3 separate regions of the Sus scrofa genome follow, and all the other regions are linked to region 3. A link is a contact called in public HiChIP or PLAC-seq data. All regions are on one chromosome and are shown on one strand. The core of a region is the stretch at or near the end of the contact, and the rest is flanking DNA. Distances in the headings are between cores, read along the strand shown.

Region 1 (4,926 bases), core at 436-2,935, 600 kb before region 3:
GAAAAGGTGATTGATATCATTAGTAAACTATGACACAAAAATTTTAAAACAATGACACAACACTACACAGCCATCAGAATGGCAAAAAGACAGATGATGCCAAGTATTGTTGAGGACATAGAGCAACTGGAATTCTTATACTTTACTGCTGAGAATGCACAACAGTGCAACTACTTTGGAAACCACTGTTTAACAATTTCGGAGTTGTGAGTGTGTCCACCTTATGATCCAGCAATTCCACGACTATCCATTTACCCAAGAGAAATGAAAGCATTTATCTACACAGATGTGTATAGGAATGTTCAGGGCAGCTTATGCATAAGGGCAAAAACTATCAAGAACTCCAATGTCCATCAGTTGTGGTATATTCACACAATATACTAGATGCTCCAAAACAGGTAATAACATGAATGAAATAACTCTCAAAAACCTTGTTTTATAGAGAAAGCCCAAACAGACACAAAAAGAATCTGCTATGATTCTATACATATTCTGTTTAAAAAGGCAAAGTCAATCTGGTGAGAGGTGTCAGAGTGGTGGTTACCTCTGACAGGGAGAAAAGAGTATGGACTGGAAAGGGTCACCAGGGAATTTTCAAAGGCCCTTGGAAATGCTCTTTATCTTGATCTAGATGGTAGACATAGGTAGACACCTTTGTAAAAAGAACCCGCGCCGCCACCTCAACTGGTGAAGTCTGTGTCAGAAGCTGTGCTCAGAGCTTTATCACCATGATCTTATTGAATCCTCGTAACAACCCCATGAGGTTAAGACCAAACCCACTTTTGGACAGGGAGACTGAGGGTCACAAAAGCACTTTGAGGATGAGGGGAATCACCCGTGCCAGAACTTCTTTGTATTCCTTCACGCGGTTCATTACGGCGCTCTGCACCTCACAGGCATTCGGTAAATGGCTGTAGAATGGACAAAGTTGATACACGGGAACTTCTGCTTGATTAAAACTCACATTAAATAAGAAAAGTCCTAAGCCTCGCTTTAAACGCGACCTCGACGGAAAGGGACGGCCTATTAGGGCAACAACAACTTCCCCACCCCCCGCTCTCCTCAAGAACAATGCAACGCTGGTGGTTCTTTAACCTACTCCCACAGAGTCAAACTAAGGGAAAAATAAAGTGTTTCATTTACACCAGAGACAAGGTTCTACCGAAGAGGTACGGCGGCACTCCCCTGCGCATGCGCTGCGCCCTGCCACGCCGTGCCCCGCCCCGCCGAACTCCCAGGCGCCTTCATCCCGCCCCAGCCCAGCCCCGCGCACGCGCAAGCTAAGCGAGTGTCAGGGTACCTGCGCAAAGCCAGAGGCGGACACTTTCTTCTTCTTACTGGCGCTATAGCCTCCGGCGCTGCTGCCGTTGTGGGAAGGACTGGCCGGCCTCTTCTTGCTGTTCCGGGGTATCCCGGGAGTGGAAGTGGTGGCCACAATTGGGATTTGAGCCGCCATTCCTACCCCAAGCCTTCCTCTCCGCCCCCCCCCCCCAACTTCTGTCCCTGTGCGGACCGTGAAACTTCCGGCCCTCGGTTACTTCCGTCTTACGCTTTTGAAAACCCGGCCTGGACTCTGAAAGCTTGCGTCGACTTCTCTCGGCCAAATCTAAAAGGCGGAGCTCGGAGCAGTCAGTTCTTTCCGGGCGGGAGGGCGTCCACGCGTCAGCCAGCCTCGTGTTGCTCCGCCCGCGCTCCGAACCCGGGCACGTGCTTGGAAGCCCCCAGGGATTGAGGAGTAGAAAGTACCACCATCTGTTTTAAAAAATTGGATTTTTTTAAAGTTAATCTCTTCTCACATTAAGTCAGAAGATTGATCACTTTTGATATCTGTAAGTGTAAAGGTAAGATTCTGTGTGGAGTAGACCGACCATCACGCTGCTAGCTTTTCCCTTGGTCGTGGCCTTCTCGCCCAGAAGCCTGTGTTTCAATGGTGCCCAGATGGACTTGAAGGGTAGAGTGATTCTTAACTTTTTAGAGGCCACTGACCCCTTTGACTAGCTCAGCCCCCCCCCCCCACAATATACGGGCATAGACATAATCTTACATTACAGATTTCAGCAGGTCACAGATCTGCTAAAACCTATTTATGAACCTCAATGAAACACCCCTCTCCCTTGTTATTCTGCCACCCGAGGCACCTTCCTTTAATCTGCCCTCCTCTATGCCCACCTGTGCTTGCTTCTCTGAGGGCACCTTGCTGTGATCCCTCAGTAAATGTTTGTTGCGTTTACACACCAATCCCCTACTCGTAAGGGGTCAGTCAAGTGGGTGCACCACATCTGGTTTCCCATTGCTAAATTCAGTCCTGCTTTTGTCTGATCCCTTTCATTCTGAACCACCCTCCCACCTCCCATCCCCCGGATCTAGAACACCATCATTTTTTTTATTTTCCTCTTTCCTAACCACTGGTCCTCTCTTTGACAATTTTCTTCTACCAAATGGTTTCTAATCATACTATAATTTTTTGTTTGTTTGTTTTTTGGGTTTTTTTTTTTTTTTTTTCAAAATATGGGTCATGTAGACACACCCCCTCACAGCAGATAAACATTTTGTAAAGTTTCCCAGGTGATTCTAACGGTCAGCCAGGTTTGGAACCAGCTCTTCCTGCACAGTCCTTATATGGAGAGTTTCTTGTTGCTTCCTGCCCTCCTCAGTTTATACTCTCCCCAGACATTCAACCACCTCAAGGGGCCTCAGGTATCACCTAAATACAGTTCGCTTTCAGATTTCCATCTCTTATCTGGGTCTTTCTCCAGAGATGTATACTCAGATACAAAATTCCTTGCCTAGATATAAATTCAGATGCTTACAGGCATCCCACATCCAGCATGGCAAAAGCAGAATTCATCATCCTCTCTGCTTCTCTAAAACACACTCCTCCTTCAGTGCTTCCTAGCTCAGAAAATGCCAGCAGTATCCACCACTTGTTCAAACCAAGAACCTGGGAGCCATCCTTGATTCTTCCCCTTTGCCTATTGCACTGTAACCCCAGGCCAGCCACCATCATCTCTTCTTTTGGACCCCTTTGTTGCCTTTTTATCTCCCTGCTTCCACCATTGATCCCTCTAAACCAGTTATCACATGCAATTTCACGTGACCTCTTCCACGGTACAGTTGTGCATATTTAGATTATGCCGTTTACTTGAAACCCTTCAGTGGCTTCCCATGGTCCCTAGAATGAAGTTTAATGTCCATAATGTGGATTTAAAGGTCTTCAGAGAGCTCTCCACCTTTCCCACCTTGCTACTCATCCAGCTTAGTACTCCAGCTTTCATTTTGTCAGTACCACTAACCAGCCATGTTCCCACTGCCCTCAGAGCCTTAACCCATCCTGCTGCTGCTTCTGCCTGGAGGCTGCTTTTCCCCCCATACCACCCTCCTCTGGTCTCCTTTCTTTCCATCCACTCTTCCTGACCTGACCGACATGCTATTATTTTTAGCCTTCCCCATCCCTCTGGTCTGGTTAAAACCCCTGTTCCGTTTTCCCATCACTCGTAGTCATCCAGTATCTACTAGTGGTTGTACTATGCCCAGTCCTGAGGATAGAGACAAGGACAAACAAAACAGAATGGTCCGGAGTTCCTGCTGTGGCTCAGCAGTAACAAATCTGACTAGTGTCCATGAGGCCACAGTTTCATCCCTAGCCTCGCTTAGGGGGTTAAGGATCCGCATTGCCATGAGCTGTGGTGTGGGTTGAAGATGAGGTTTGAATCTGGCATTGCTGAGGCTGGGTGTAGGCTGGCAGCTGCGGCTCTGATTCAACCTCTAGCCTGGGAACTTCCTTATGCCTTGGGTGTGGCCCTAAAAAGAAAACAAAAACAAAAACAAAAAAAACCAAACAGAATAGTCCCTGCTCTCTGGAAGCCCCCAAGTCTAGCCAGGAAAGAGAGACATTAGATTTGTCTTCCCAGCTGGACAGAAACTCTCTGTGGGCAGTTACCAGGGTCAGCAAGGATTGGGTGGCAGAGCACCAACAGATGATTTAGCAACAAGGAGATCTAGGGATATGTGAAAGACATCCACCCAAGGGGGCCGAAGCTTTGGACTGGGAGAAACCTGTCCCACCTCCCCCTTGGCGTCACCGTCACTGCAGGGTGGGCCCACACAGGACTCCACGTGCTCTGCCACAGGCGTGACCCACGTGTTCCCCTATCTATTGACGATGGTAAATTAACTTTGATGGCCAGTATTGTGTAGCTTCTGTGTGGAGGCAGGGCTTAAGCCTTTCTTAGGTAACTTCCCTAGTTACTCCTGAGAACTGCAGGGCATGTCTGCTATAGTTCCAGGCCTCCCTATGACTTTCCCTCCAGCCTCCTTGCTGGCACCTGCTTTTTCTGTGTCCCTCACCAGTGCCACCCTTCCTTTGGTGAGACCAGCTGGTGCCCTCACTGGGACTGCCAGTTAAGCAGCTTTAGCCAGAGTCTTAATCCCAGTTAAGATGTAATGATTAAGAATAAATACAGTTGACCTTGAACAACATAGGGTTGAACTTCATGGGTCTACTTATTCAAGAATTTTTCTTCCTGAAAAATACGTATTACAGTACTGTACAAGTCTGGTTGAATCTCTGAATGTGGGGAACCTTATATCTGGAGGGTCGACTGTAAAGTTATATGTAGATTTTCTATTGCATGGGGTGAACCCCCCAACTCCCCGGTTGTTCAAGGGTCAGCTGTAATGTGTTTTTGAAGCAACCACATATCATCTGGGAAGTAAACTATCTGTTTTATTGTCTCAAGAATCTCAGGAAGCCTAGTGGACATTGGGATCATGCTATTGGGTGGAAGACAGACAGCCCCATTTCTCTTAATAACTTGTGTCAGGTCATTGCTCACTGTATAGACAGTGGCTGAAGTTAGTATGGGACTCCTTGACGATGAGGAGAAACTTTGAAGCTGCAGTCAAGACCCTTAAAATCCCTAGCTC
Region 2 (4,701 bases), core at 1,860-4,359, 720 kb before region 3:
AGTAAGGCAAATGTTAGCCTGAAATGGGCGGGTCTTCAAAGAAACAGGGAGAAGAGAAAAAGGCTGATGATGATGTTAATGTTGAGGAATTAAAGACTAAGGTAAGAAAACCAACTGCTATTAGAAAAGAATCAGTCCTATAGTGTGTCTATGTCTAAACCATCAGGTTAAGGTGATTATCCTCCCATCCCCATAAGAATAAGCAGAGTTCTGGACCAAAGGCCCCACTCCCTTTCACCCTCCAGCCCACAAGGAGGTCCTCACCACAGTGCCTTAAGGAGTGGAGCTCCCAGGATGCCCACTTGAGCTGGTTTTCCACAGCATCAAGCTCAGAACTTGGTAATCCCTGAGCTTCTTCTTGAGATACAATCTCCTCTACTAGCACGTCCCGTTTTCGTCGCCGAAGAGAAACCTGGAAATAACAGGACTGGTTCAAATGAGAAGGAATCTGTTGAGAATCAAAAACACACACACAAAAGCAACCACACGAAACATATGCTGCAGAGGCCTAGATGACAAAGCAGCATAAATAATGGGGGGCAGGTGGAGGCATAAACAGAATTCTAACTTAGCTGAGTGGCATTAAATCAGCAGCTGCGCCTACTGCCATGTCAGGGCTCCTGACCCAGGAATGCAACACAAGCGGGCTTACCGGCTGTCCAGGGTCATCTAGCTCACTCTCTAAATCCTCTAGAACGGTCACTGCCTCCTCTCCATTCTCTGGATGATGCTCTCGAACCCAAGTCTGTAGCTCCTTGGGCAGGATGGCAACAAACTGCTCCAGTACTACCAGCTCCAAGATTTGTTCTTTTGTGTGTGTCTCTGGCCTGAGCCATAGACGGCAAAGTTCTCGAAGCTGGCTCACAGCTTCACGGGGCCCAGGTGAATCCTGGTATCCAAACTGCCTGAAGCGCTGTCGGAAAACCTCCGGGTCAGGGAGGTGGTTCCAAGGGATACTTGACCCCTCTTCGCCATCAGGATCCTCCTCCAACTTCACCCTCAGAATTTTTTCCTCTTCATCTGGAGTTGGGATGATAAGTATTGAATCTTCTTCCACTGACTGTGCAGACATCCTGATTTATAATACTCCAAGAAAAGACAATCAAGGTAGGAGACAGGCCTCAGGGAAATACCCTGTTTTCTTCACAGGCACTCCTGAGGCACAAGAAATGAAAACAATATAAATGACCAAATATCCTAAGAATCTGAACATACCCTGATAGAAGAAAAGAAAATGTATTTTTACTAAATTAAACATGCCAATCAATAGCCTACAACAGAAGTTCCAGTTCACTGCTAAATCTGGCCCACTGCCTATTTTTCAATAATGCTTGCACTGAGAATAGTTTTCACATTTTTATATGGTTGAAAAAAATCAAAAGAACACTTCATGTCAGGTGAATATTGATAGAAATGAAAGTGTCTGTCTCCATAAATAATTTTACTTATTTGTTCACTATTGATGCTACAACAGCGTGACTACTGTACTCTACTCAATAGAGTTGAGTAGTTGCAATAAATGCTACATGTCATGAAAAACTTAATATTTACCATCTGGCCCTTTTGAGAGAAGTATGCCAATCTATGTCTACAAAACTTGCCTATCTCGGTGTTATCTAAATGGAACACATTATTTGCAATTCAATACCGGTGTAACCTGACACACCTGAGTCACCTCAAAAGGAGGGGTATCTTTTTTAGCACCTGCTTAAAAAATTTTGACAATTTTTTTTTTTCAGGGCTAAGAAATAGTTTTAAAATGTTTAAGAACTCCCTGGACTAAAATATACATGAAAAAAATATTCACCTGCTCAATAACAGATACATGATGTTGAAAAAAACCACTAGGTGCCATAAAATTCAAATATTATTCAGTCACCCGAGACACCATAAGTACCTTTCAATTTGTAATGTGGGCATTAATCATAGCAAATTCTATGAAGAAAAGGGACTCTCATAACACCTTGACTTCCCACAGTGGCGCAGACTCTAATCCTTACACTGGATGACTCACAATCTCCCCAGCTTCTACCTTCAGGGAAACCTTGGGCTATTTCTGATCCTTTCCTTAGTATTTGCACAGTCATGCCTATGCCATTGTTTAAAACACCTACTGGGAACAAGCCATGCAGTTACTCAATATTATCTATTCAGGGCCCGGAATCTGAAAGTCAGTAACTGCCCAAAACTTCCTGTAAACCTATCAAGTCTAGGTATCAGAAAAAAATCTTACCAAGTAATATACATACAGGTTTGTTTAAGCACTCTGGAGTGTGGCGGCCTTATAAACAAGGTTTAGCCAACAGTATTCGTTTGTTCCTATTCCAAAACCCTACCTTACCATTGGCTCAAACACTCTAGAAAAATAAAATTTCTCTCCCCTTTACGTTTTCATACAGCACCCTGCCGATGGGACGTGAGGAGGTGCGGGGAATGCGAACCCGCAGTCCCAACCAGGTTTGCGCAGGGAGTCCTGTCCCACGCGACCTTCCCACTCACTCAGCGGAGTGCCGTGGCGAACCCGGCCCCCACCAGACCACTCCAGCCCCTCTTCTCTCCACACTCCCGGCTGCGGCTTTCGGAAGACCAGAGGCCACCTAGCCTCAACAGCGCCGGAGTCACGGCACTTCCGCTCGAGGCCGGCCAAACTACAAGTCCCGGCAGCCACGGCGGAGGACCGCCCACCCCCCTCCACCCGAAAAGAATCCCAGAACCCTCCGCGAGATGCCAGGGCCTCGAAATAGAACAAAACCGGCCGATGGGGGAGGGGGGAAGGCGGGGGTCGCGGAAGGCACAAGGAAGGGAGGACTCTCCAAGGGTGCCGAAAGCCCTATCTGGCTTTCTGTCTATCCCTCCCTGTCTCCCAGCTGCTGGGCGCTGAGACCGTGGCCTGTCCCCCGCGCCTCCCGGGAAGCCAAGGAAGGTCACCGCCAAGCTTTTTCGCTAACTCTTGCCAAGCGGACCACAGCCTCTAGCCCAGCCTCCCTCGCACGCTCTTCCCCCCTCTCTCGCGCAAACCTCAAGCTCGGGAACTGCAACCGCTTCGCTGTCCACGGCCGACGCAGAAACGCCGCCGCTCACAAGCCGTTTCCCAGAAGCCCCCGGCGCAGACTGCTTCCGGTCTGTGGGCCCCAGGAGGCGGGGGGTAGGCGAAGCCCCGCGTTGCCATAGAGATGCGCTCCGGGCTGGGGGAAGGGCTGTCCAACTACAATGACCGCTTTGAGGCTGCGCTTGGCCTCACGCCTCTCTCCCCTGGTTAGCCCAGTCTTCTGTGTTCCCCTTAAAAGACCAGGAAAGGAAAGAAAAAATTCTGCCACTAATGTAGTCTTTACGGTGTCATAAGTCTTTTCACATGCATTATCTCATGTGATCTTCACAGTAATCCTCTGAAAGAAGTAACAAAAGCTAATATTTATGTGTGCTAACCACGTTGTACCAGGTTCTGTCACCGTGGTTTACATGTCTTGTAATTTAATTTTCGTGAAAACCCTATGATGTAAGAACTTTTATTATCCCCATTTCACAGCTGAGGTAATTGAGGCTCAAGTAAATAGCTTGCGGAGAATACATAACTAGTAAGTACGAAGCAAGATTTGAAGCCAAGGCATGACTCTAACCTTTGGCTACCATTTGCTGTGCTATAGAGCTTTATTATGACTAATTAATTTGTCAGGGAAACAAGATGAGACTCTTAATCAAGAGCTTTGGCAATGATCGCAGAGTGAATTTGCAGAATGCATGGTTATCTTCTGACTTTAGGCTTGACATTTCATACTACAAAACAGCTGCCAAAGTGATTTAAAAACATAAATCAGACCACTTAATGCCCCTACTTAAAGGCCTTCAGTGGATCCCTACTGCATTAATTATGACATTAAAAACTGCTTACATTGGCCTGTAAGGCCCCCTGTGGTTTTTCCCTGCCCCCACCTTACCCCCACACCCCAGCTCTTAGCCTTGTTGTGGCTGGCAATCGTCAGCCTTCCTGACCATTTCTTCCTCCTGGAAGCCTTCTCACGCTCATAGCACTGGGTAGAAGTGATCTTATGTATTCATTTCACTGGTTTTTGTTTTATTTCGTTTTGTTTGTAAGTCCCATAAGGGCAGGGACCTTGCCTGTCTTGTTCACCACAGTATTCCCATGTAGTCCCGGGATGCTGACTGCCTGGTACATAGAGAACTCAATAAATATTTGTTGAATAAATGAATGAAATGTGGGCTGGTCACATTGCTGCCTTTGCTAGGTCACATGTTCAGCATCAGGAACCACACAAAAGAGCCCTGTTGTTTAAGGTCTATGTTAGAAGTACAGGTCCAGCCTTCCAGCAGCCTTCCAAGATCTTCAGGCTTCAGCTTTCTGCCTCTTTCAGAGTGCCCTTTGCAAAGTGCCCTTAGGCTCTGCTGAATTCATGAATGAGAGCGCAAGTGAGTCAGCTGATGATCCCATAGCACTACTTTACTCTCTGACCAGGATTTTGCCTCCCCAGAACACCTGCTACTTCTGATGGCCCTTCTTCTCTTTCTTTTTTAGGAGGTTTCTGAAATCCAGACTTTTTTTTTTTTTCTCTTTTCTACTTGGCTACTACCACCAACCTGCTTGGCTGCTCTTCCCAACCTTTCCGTCTTTTGTGACTCTAAAAGCTAGCTCAAGGCATTTTTGTTTTGCTTTGCTTTAAGAGGTTTTTTAACATCTAATTAATG
Region 3 (4,635 bases), core at 78-2,577:
ATGCCTGCACAATAACAGTTCTTTTAAACTTCATTAAAAAACTATCTCGCTCTTCTGTTGCTTAAAACCAGTGAAAATCTTTTCATAGACTACCACTCATCCACACAATAGTGTTTGGAACCAAAAGCCTATGATGCAAAGAGGAATTAGGAATCCAGTTGTGCCTTGAAAAGCAGAATTGAGTTAAACAGAGGAAGAGATAGCCCAGATAAGTGGATAGACTAGTATCTCTGTGGACAGTCAGCCGATGTCCAGCACCAATGATGGATGGTGATCGTGACCAAACTTACCAGCCTCCAGAGAAAGAGGTGGACTCAGGGGTGAGAGAGCAAGGGCAAGGGGCAACCCAGCTCTACCACTTTCAGCTGCTCTTCTTTGGACCAGGAAAAGCTGGTAATACCTTTCTTATAGAGTGACTGAGGAAACACATGACGGATGTATGTGGAAGTGCTCCAAACACTGTCAGCAATGTTGCACAACAGCTGCTTATCATACTGTGGAAAATGGAAGTATGTACCATCACAGGGTTAGACTCCTGAAAGAACAATCCGTGGGGCCTGAAGTTTTAATAGGCAGAAGAGAACCTTTAAGAAATCATTCGCAGAAGAGAAGCAAGGAGCGGGATGGGTGGGGTCAACACAGACGAATGGCTCGGGGACAGCTCTGTTCCTTTCTCCAGGGAGGATGCTCAGGGCGGTACTGGACCCGCTGGCAGATCTCCTTCCCGGCAAGTCCGCGTGTGTTAGAGAAAAGAAAGCTGAAGGAAAGGGCCTGGAGAATAGCGCCAATGGAGAAAACACGAAAGAGGGCACCAAACTGCTTCTAAGGGCTTTTTATTTTTAAACACGACAGTACCTTCTTAGAAAATTAGATAAACAGGACTAACCGTTTCCTTACCCCGTTGGACCTCGCAGCCTATCTGTGCACCCCAAACTGGGAAGTCTGCCCTCGCCGTTCCGCAGGGTTCCCCTTTTCCGCCTGCCCTGAGGGACCTGCGGGACTCACCTCCTCGCGGCCTCGCTGCCCTCCGGCTCGGTCCCGCGCGCCAGTTCAGTTCCCGCCGGCGGTCCGGAGAGCTCGGCACTCGCTTGTGCTTCTCTCCGTAGAAACGTCTATAGGGCGTGAGGAGGCGGCGGTCTCATCTGTCCGGCTGGCCCCTCGGTTGGGGTACTGCACGGCAGACACAGAGAAGCCTCGCCCCACGTGCCCTCTCCTCCCGCGAGCCGCAGGACAATTACTAATTACCGCCGCGCGCAGCTCGCCGCCGGGAACCACCGCCTCCGCCAGCCATGACTACGGGGCATGCGCAGTGCGGCTCGACCCCGTCCCCTGCAGGCGGATCCGCGCGTCCGCCTGTTCGCCGGCGCCGCGGGGCTCGCAGGGGCGGGAGAGGGCGGAGACGCGGCTCTGGCGGGCTCTTAGCTCCAAGATCAGCTGGAAGCCCTTTCCTTGAGCCCCTCCGCGCCCCTGTCTCCCTGAGGCCCGAAACTCGCTCTCCAAGGCCCCGACCCGGGCCAGCCCCGTCTGCTGCTAGGAACCAAGCCGTGAGGTGCAGCGGGACGTTCCTGCCGTCGTTCCGGCACACGAGCCCTAGGTCTTTCTGGAGGGTCTTGAATTGTTCCGGTAGGGTCTTCACTGCTGGGAAGGAGGTCGTGCCTGTGCCCCGAGCCAAGATCCAGGGGCGCTGGTAAAGATGGATGGGCACTGAGGACCACTTCGGCCAGGAAGGGGGGCGGGCCCTGAGGGGCGGGCCCGCCTCTGCCCCGCCCCCGGGCTCCTCGGAAACGCGGTGCGGATAACGCCGGGGGGAGGGGCGGCTGGCGAGCAGTTCCGCTCCGAGGGCGGAAGTGTGCGCCCAGGTTTCGGCCGCTGACCAGCCAGCAACATGGTGGCACCCGTACTGGAGACCTCTCACGTGTTTTGCTGCCCGAATCGGGTGCGGGGAGCTCTCAGCTGGAGCTCCGGGCCCGGAGGACTTCTTGCCTTTGGCACGTCCTGTTCCGTAGTGCTCTATGACCCTCAGGTAAGAGAAGTGGCCACTTGCCCGATCCCCGTGTGTTTCTGGGGCCGAATCTGCTGGATGCTCTCAGGGTGGACTGTAGACCCTGTCCCAGAACCTACAGAGCGGGTGTGCGGTTGGGTCTGCTTCGAGGAGGGTGTCTAAGCAAGGAGTCTCGCTCTGGCGCGCCACACTCGTCCTTCGCTGTCTTGAGCGCTGCGTAAACCTGGGGTAACCATGTCTCAGCAGTGGCCTGTTAGCCCCTGGTAGAGTCTCAAATGATGACAGCCTTTTCTGAAGACTTTTGTGGGAACTATAGTTCAGAGAATCAGCTTGGGTTTTAAAACATTTGCAGTTTAGGTGTGGATTAAGACCATCATACAGATGCTATCTCATTTCTACATTTCCATTAGTGTTATTTAACAAACTTGTCTTGAATTTCAAAGAAATACTATTTACATTTTAGTTTTAAAGAAAATGCATTGGGATAAGGTCACAGGGAATGGGTATCCTAAGCACTAGTTAAGCTGAAGGCAGGACTTCATTCCCTGAAAGGCACCCAATTGATTATTTTCTTCCCGTTTTCCCTACCAAATTTCTCAAGTAACTAGTTTCTGCATTCTTCCCAGAGTTTATTATGACCCCATTCCCACTGGTTAGTTTTGGATGTTGTAGTGGGGTTGTTTCTCCAAAAGAGCCTCAGGATAGAAAGTTAAGTGCTGGAAATTAAAACATTGCAGTAGATAGCTCTAGATATTTCTTATTGTACTGCTTTATTAATTTGGTTAAAAATTCCATCATTCTAGGTAGGCATACAGATGGCTTACAGGCACATGAAAAGATGCTCAATACTGCTAATTATGAGAGAAATGCAAAGCAAAACTGCAATGAAGTATTAGCTCACGCCAGTCAGAATCCCATCATCAAAAAGTCTACAAATATTAAATGCTGGAGAGGAGTTCCCATTGTGGCTCAGCAGGTTAAGAAGTCGATATAGTGTCCTTGAGGATGCAGGTTTGATCCATGGCCTCGCTCAGTGGGTTAAGGATCCGGCATTGCCGTGGCTGTAGCATGAACTGACAGCTGCAGCTCTGATTAGACCTCTAGCTGAGAACTTCCATATGTTTCAGAAAAAAAAAATGCTGGAGAGAGTATGGAGAAAGGGGAACCCTCCTATACTGTTGGTGGCAATATAAATTGATGCAGCCACTGTGGAGAACAGTAATCTTGAACTTTTTATTAGCGTTAAAAACACTGAAATCTGGAGTTCCCATCATGGCACAGCAGAAACAAATCTGACCAGGAACCATGAAGTTGCAGGTTCAATCCCTGGCCTCTCTCAGTATGTTAATGATCTGGCGTTGCTGTGAGCTATGGTGTAGGTCGTGGACTCGGCTCAGATCGATGTGTCTGTTGCTGTGGGGTAAGCCAGCAGCTGTAGCTCTGATTTCACCTCTAGCCTGGGAACCTCCATATGCCGCTAGTGCAGCCCTAAAAAAGAAAAAACAAAACAAAACACCGAAATCTGAATTTTATTAATTTATTAATTTCCCTGTAGGATAGATTCTCATTTACTAACTGATGTTTTCTTCTCTGAAGAAAAGGGTTGTTATTACCAACCTGAATGGTCACACTGCTCGAGTCAATTGCTTACAGTGGATTTGTAAACAGAATGGATGTAAGTATTAATCTGACTTCTGTTAATTTAGCATTAGCTTCTCTGATATTATGCAATTGAAAAATAGAAGAAAAATAGTGTGCCCAGTGAAATATCTGACCTGTACATTTATTTTATAGCACTTGAAGCATGGATAATGCAGCAGTGCTTAGGATGAGGGTAGACCCTTTATTGAGGCAAGACCCCTACCATTGCCTACAGCTTTTGATGCAAAGCCTAAAGCAGGGCCTAGGTTGGGGCCCAGCCTGGGATTCAAAAGATTCAGCTTATAGATCTGTTTCTGCTACAGACAAGCTATTCGTTTTTTTTTTTTAAGGCAGGACATTGCATCTCTATTAACCCCAGTTCGCATCTTAGTAACATGTGAAAAGTAAAGGCTTGAACTGAATCAGATGACTCTGGCTGATTTGTGACACCTGTAAGGTCAAAATTATTTTCAGAATAATACTAAGAAGTTATTCCTAGTTTTCATTATCATTCTGTCACAAGTGTGCAGTGCCATTTTGCAGTACTTTATTATGTGTAATATTGTAGCAGATTAAATACAGAAGCAAATTTGAAAATCCAGCTATATTCTAATAAAACCAGAGCTTAAAGAGAGTTGCTGAAATATGAAACAGTGCCTTATTAATTTTTATTTTGGGAAATATAGGGGTCCCCCCAGAAAATGTTATTTATGTTAATATGTAATGGGGCTTTTTTTTTTTTTTTTTTTTTTGTCTTTTTGCCTTTTCTAGGGCTGTTCCCGTGGCATATGGAGGTTCTCAGGCTAGGAGTCTAATCAGAGCTGTAGCCACCGGCCTACACCAGAGCCACAGCAATGCCAGATCCGAGTTGCGTCTTCGACCTACACCATAGCTCACGACAACGCTGGGTCCTTAACCCACTGAGCGAGTCCAGGGATGGAATCTACAACCTCACAGTTCCTAGTCGGATTCGTTAACCACTGAGCCATGAT

Evidence for each region. HiChIP or PLAC-seq counts read pairs in DNA pulled down with a chosen protein or histone mark.
Region 1: a contact with region 3 is called in an H3K27ac HiChIP or PLAC-seq map of alveolar macrophages. The contact joins the promoter of INO80C here to the promoter of ELP2 in region 3. A contact is called at or near these places in 2 of 5 promoter capture datasets (fetal liver and liver), 1 of 47 Hi-C or Micro-C datasets (liver) and 2 of 2 datasets of contacts at active chromatin or transcription factors (alveolar macrophages and skeletal muscle).
Region 2: a contact with region 3 is called in an H3K27ac HiChIP or PLAC-seq map of alveolar macrophages. The contact joins the promoter of ZNF24 here to the promoter of ELP2 in region 3. A contact is called at or near these places in 1 of 5 promoter capture datasets (fetal liver) and 1 of 2 datasets of contacts at active chromatin or transcription factors (alveolar macrophages).

Annotation. Positions count from the first base shown.
Region 1 is chr6:119,284,167-119,289,092 of Sscrofa11.1, forward strand. INO80C (INO80 complex subunit C) reads right to left here and starts at 1,686. Exons shown (of 5, transcript XM_003356408.4): 1 at 1,301-1,686. The coding sequence starts at 1,456.
Region 2 is chr6:119,164,095-119,168,795 of Sscrofa11.1, forward strand. It overlaps ZNF24 (zinc finger protein 24), which reads right to left and starts at 3,110. Exons shown (of 4, transcript NM_001243375.1): 1 at 3,019-3,110; 2 at 653-1,155; 3 at 265-412. The coding sequence starts at 1,072.
Region 3 is chr6:119,884,082-119,888,716 of Sscrofa11.1, forward strand. It overlaps ELP2 (elongator complex protein 2), which reads left to right and starts at 1,328. Exons shown (of 22, transcript XM_003356413.4): 1 at 1,328-2,023; 2 at 3,599-3,677. The coding sequence starts at 1,886. It overlaps SLC39A6 (zinc transporter ZIP6), which reads right to left and starts at 1,755. Exons shown (of 10, transcript XM_021096271.1): 1 at 1,006-1,755.